Regions from separate parts of the Sus scrofa genome. Here region 1 is linked to region 2. A link is a contact called in public Hi-C data. All regions are on one chromosome and are shown on one strand. The core of a region is the stretch at or near the end of the contact, and the rest is flanking DNA. Distances in the headings are between cores, read along the strand shown.

Evidence for each region. A called contact is a pair of places that touch in the nucleus more often than the background predicts.
Region 1: a Hi-C map of liver shows a contact between it and region 2, with 5 times the contacts expected there. The contact joins two enhancer-like sites. A contact is called at or near these places in 5 of 47 Hi-C or Micro-C datasets (embryonic fibroblasts, liver and retroperitoneal adipose tissue) and 1 of 2 datasets of contacts at active chromatin or transcription factors (skeletal muscle).

Annotation. Positions count from the first base shown.
Region 1 is chr4:51,397,058-51,399,757 of Sscrofa11.1, reverse strand. No RefSeq gene overlaps it. Among named protein-coding and RNA genes, the nearest start is that of C4H8orf59, 71 kb to the left of the region's middle. Within about 2 kb of position 1,272, at least 6 of the 83 cell types and tissues checked have an H3K27ac peak or open chromatin away from gene starts, as enhancers often do. A contact at or near this core is called in liver, where this site is marked.
Region 2 is chr4:51,279,948-51,282,647 of Sscrofa11.1, reverse strand. No RefSeq gene overlaps it. Among named protein-coding and RNA genes, the nearest start is that of CA3, 43 kb to the right of the region's middle. Within about 2 kb of position 1,252, at least 6 of the 83 cell types and tissues checked have an H3K27ac peak or open chromatin away from gene starts, as enhancers often do. A contact at or near this core is called in liver, where this site is marked.

The DNA.
Region 1 (2,700 bases), core at 23-2,522, 120 kb before region 2:
TAGACACTATATCAGGTTCTTAACCCACTGAACTACAACGAGAACTCTCTGAGTGTAGACTTATATGTCAGCTTGGCATCATATAGAGTGTGCAGTGCTCCTTAAAAAAACTTTGACAAGATTTTTGCAGCCGAAGATGTGAGTTAGTACAATAATGCATATACATATATGTTCACAACTTATTTACAATCATGCTTTGGTGCTTTGAAAGGCTTCTTCAAGTTTTCATGCCATGTGCAAGAGTATAAATCTTACTGTCTAGTTGATTCACTTGCAGTCCCTCCCTCAGAGTTTAATGGATGCCATATTTTCAAACTGAGGCAGTCTTTCTGCTCTGGACACCAGATCTTCCAAAACAACACTGCTGGTGTGAGAGAAGCACTAAGAGAAAGGAAGCACAGGAGAGGATGGGGAGAAGGAGAAAGAGGTTCTTGCAGTAAATAGTCAGCATTTGAAAGGGAGAATATGTGGTGAAAGAAAAGGCATATTTTAACAGGAATTAAAAAATAAAACTTCAGGAGAGTTCCCACTGTGGCACAGTGGGTCAGTAATCCAGATTGTCTCTGTGGAGGGGCTGGTTCAATACCTGGCCCAGAGCAGGGGTTTAAGGATCCAGCATTGCTGCAGCTGCAGTGTAGTTCAGCAGTTCTGGCTCATATTTTATCTCTGGCCTGGGAACTTCCACATACCACAGGGGCAGCTAAAAATGGAAGAACAAACGAACAAACAAACCCCCCAAAACTTTAGGAAAAAAAATTGACGTGGGCATGATCTCTTTAAAGGATGAAAAATGAGGAAGTTATAGGGCAGCCCTGATCTGTTCCTATTGTTAACCCCCAGGTGGTGCTGTTGGAGAAGAAAAGCTGATTCCCTCTGGAAGTAGGCAGGCCACCAGGAGATTGCATACCATGGGCCTTTAACACAGAACCGACTTCGACCTGCTAGTGCTGGATTCCAGTCCCTTCCAAAGACTCCCTTGGCTTTACTTTTTAGTATGAAACAGAGAGCGTCGCATTTGTGTCATGAATAAGTCTGCCCATACGTGGGGTCCTGGAATTCCTTCTCTCTCTCTCTCTCTTTTTTTCTCTTTTGTTCTTAACTCCTTTCTCCCTTCTCCTGCAGGTGCATCTCCGGGCTACCATTCCCTCAGGGTGCATCCCTGCCACCAGCTCTTGGTAGCTCTTAATCCTCTGGGCACCATACCGATTCCACTGGGCTATTCCTCTGCCCCTGCCAAGGGAGAGAAAGCTGGGGAAGTACTCATTAACAGAAAACCTTTGATATATTTACCCTCTGTGTTCTGCCTCTGCTAAGCACACAATCAGAGGGAGCGGCCTCAGGTTGAAGCAAGTTTGTCTGTTAATTTCCTGGAGTCAGTGCTGCTTTCATGCTGGGTGGCTCTTAACTGGTGCTTCTATAAAGGTCGTCCTTTCCAGTGTTTCCTATCAATGGCAGAGTCTTAGCTGTGAGTTGTTCTCCTTCTATGCAAAAGGGATGGACTAGATGTGGGCCGGGGGTGGTGGGGGCGGGGGGAAGGGTCTTACAGCAGTGCTCAGGGTCTGTTAGCAGGTATCAGAATTACTTATTAAAATCTTTTTTCTCAGAGTTCCCTGGTGGCCTAGTGATTAAGGATCCAGCATTGTCACTGATGTGTAAAAAAAAGAAAAGTTTTCTAGAGGTATCTGTGTTTGTACACATGGTCCTTTTCTTTGGCACCATCTCCCTCTTGGTAGAGTTAGATCACTTTCTTTTTTTTGGGTCCTTTCCCGCAGCATATGGAAGTTCCCAGGCTAGGGGTAGAATCAGAACTGCAGCCACTGGCCTTAGTCCACAGCCACAGCAATTCAGGATCTGAGCCATGTCTGTGACCTACACCATAGCTCACCACAATGCCAGATCCTTGATCCGCTGAGCGAGGCCAGGGATCAAATCTGCAATCTCATGAATACTAGTCGGGTTTGTTACTGTTGAGCCACAACCGGAACTCTAGAGACCATTCTTTCTTCAGTCCTCATTCTCTGTTGAATCAAGACCTCATTCCTGCCTTTGAGGCTCAAAGACTTCATTAAAGGCACTAACTCCTTGCTCACTTAGCTTTCTTCCCTCAGATCCCCTGTAGATCCATCTACCACACACATGCCTCCTCTCCTCTGGGGCCATTCTTCCAATTAGGGGAATTCAGAACCCAAAAAATTCACAAAAGTGTTCACCAAAAATTAAGGGAGCATAATTAGGATTTTTCTAGAGAAATCAGGTTCTTGCTTTCTCATCTAAGAGAAAAGTGGATTTTTTTTTTTCTTTAGCTTTTCTAGGAAAGGTAAAGGCTTTTGGAAAATCTTCAGGGTTTCTGGCCCTCCCCTCCCATATTGAATCATCCGGGGCCAATCTGAATACTTCATTCTGCACATTTTCAGATCTGAGGTTAAGGATAGTGGTCACAGAGGAGTACTCTTTCTCATCAGCAGGAAGGAGGAGTAAGTGCAAAGACTTGTGAGCCTTGGCTCTTGCTAATCTCAGGTCTCTTGCTAATCCACACAAAATGAGCATAATATTGACATAGTGAGTTTGCTGTGCATCTTAGACAAGAAGAGCTTAAAGGAATTATCACAGAGAAACTCAAGAAATCTTAGTGTTGGAATGAACACCATCTGTCAGCCAGGGCGATGGAAGAACAATCTAGTAGTTCCAGATTCCTTTTGG
Region 2 (2,700 bases), core at 3-2,502:
ATGGTCAAAAATGACATGGGGGCCACCTCTGACATCATTACTTGCCTTACAGTAGCTCCACATATGTGATTCTGCTCTACTCTAATCTCAAAGGCAAGAGTTTTCTCTTTTACCTCTTTTATTTCTTGAGAAGTTTTTATTTATGTTACAATAAACTATTTAATGAGTAACTCCCAGAAGTCAGGCACTTGACTAGATGCTGTGTACTGAAGGACGAAACAGGCCCCAAGTTAACCCACAATGAAGGTGCAAAGCAATGAAAAGGACAAGAATGAAAATTCTTATTATCCAATTATGAAAATTTTTATTATGGAGATATGTTCTAAATACATCAAAGGGACTAACTAAGGAAGGAATCAATTCTTTTTTGTTTGTTTGTTTTGAAACTCCACCCTTCAATATAAGTTGGAGCACAAGAAATAAGTTACACACGGAGTTCCCGTTGTGGCTCAATGTTTAACAAATCCAACTAGGAACCATGAGGTTGCGGGTTCTATCCCTGGCCTTGCTCAGTGGGTTAAGGATCCAGCGTTGCCGTGAGCTATGGTGTAGGTTACAGACACGGCTCGGATCCCACGTTGCTGTGGCTGTGGTGTAGGCCTGTGGCTACAGCTCCGATTCAACCCCTAGCCTGGGAACCTCCATATGCCATGGGAGCGGCCCAAGAAATGGCAAAAAGACAAAAAAGAAAAAAAAAAAGAAATAAGTTGGACACAAATGACTTGTGATTATAACTTATTGTGGCACCAGAGCAATTCCACCAAGTATAATGTTGGAAGGATTTTTGAATAGCCTTCATTAAATAACAAAATTTGTAATGGGAGGCCTGCCAAGACTAACAAAATTTTTTTTTTGTTTCTTAGTTTTCAGAACTCTTGAGTCTTTCTGTGCCTAACAAATTCCCAACCATACTTTTGAGGTCAGTTGACTTGAAGATAGATTTCATAATTGGAAGAGGCTGACAATGAACTCCAGAACAAACCCTCATTCTTTCCAGACAATATAGATGTATTTGCTTTTCCTAGAGAAACCAGAAAACAGAAAGGATTATTTTTCTGCTCCATTTACACTAAAGGAGTCAAAAGAGAGTAATGATTTCATTCAGGCATACTCAGGGTCAAATTCAGGAGCAGGGGCAAAGTTCTGGGCCTACAGTAAATGTTTAATAAACTCTTGGTGGGTGAAAGGCCTTAAGGCATGGGTCCCCTAGGTTTCTCTCCTGGGTTATAGTCTTTTAAAGGCTCTCAGTTCCTCTTAGCTCTCTGGCTTAGGAGTGCCAATGCTTGGAGGTTTAAGTTCTATACTAGAGTAGCTAGCAGAGCATGCTCAAATGTATTGGCACAGGGACCTGCTTTGTACTCTAGGAAGCTGCCTGCACAGGGTGTCACAGAGGTTCTAGAAATCAGATTTGTAAAAGTGAAAAGGAAGCTGCCAGCCCTGGAGAGGTTTCAGAACCACCGCAGTTGGCTGCCAATGGCTGTATAAGGCATTGTAAGGGTAAGAGGGGACAGAACAGGATCATCTAACTACACAGAGCCTGTCCAAAAATGGCCCATGAAACAGGCTCTTTTCTCTACCCTGGCATTATAGAGGCTCCTCGAAAAAGAAAGAATCACCTCAGATCCCTCTATTATTAGTTGTTAAAGGACCCACCAGAATGGATACAATGTATAAAATATCATAATTATGAATAAATTATAGCACAAAGTCTCCTGGAAGGACATTGTTTTTGCACTGTGACTTAATAATTTTCCTGAATTTGATATTTGGATTAATAAACATAGCTACCATGGAAATATGTAAATGTATTAACCTAATGTGTATGCTGGAAAAGGATATAAACAAAAATAAGGCTTGAGAAACCTTTATAAACTTTCTAAATCTTATAAATTATAAATGCTGAACTTATTGGGTAACTTGGCCTTAAAGGATGATCAGTTTTAATTACTGATAGGTATTTTTTTATTTTTTGAAGTTTTATTGAAGTATAGTTGGTTTTCAATGCTGCAATAACTTCAGCCGTACAACAAAGTGGTTTAGTTTTATATATACACACATCCATTCTTTTTCAGGTTCTTTTCCTATATAGATTATCACAGAATACTATGTAGCACTCTCTCTGCTCTATAGTATGTCTCCTTTGGTCAGTGATTTCAAATACCACATAGTACATATGCCAAACCCAAACTGACAGTTATGATTCATGTATTACAAGAAAATTTGCACTAAACATGAGCAATGTCAATGAATTTAGAGCCATTAATCCATTTATTCAACAAATATTTTTGCACCTCTATACTGTTCCAGGCTCTGTGCTAGGTACATATACCTCAAGAAGTTTACTACCAGAGGAGAAAACACATTAACATATGATAACAGTACAAGATGACCTCTGCTGTTACATAGACCATCCCTTTTTTGCAATGGGAGCCTACATCTGTTTGAGAGCAGAGAAAGATAAGTGTAAAAAAAAAAAAAGAAACTAAGAATCTCACAGATGGGAAAAAATTACAAACATGAGATATGAGAGAGTATGTTGGATGTACTAGGCAGGATTTTTTTTTTCTATCAAGAGAACCAATACTTATTAATGTAAGCAGAAAAGTGATGTATTGAATGATATTTTTGTAGCTCCCAGAACCATCAGGAAGTCTAAAGAACTAAGCTCAGAATAAAGAAAAAAATAAGAGAAACTGGGTA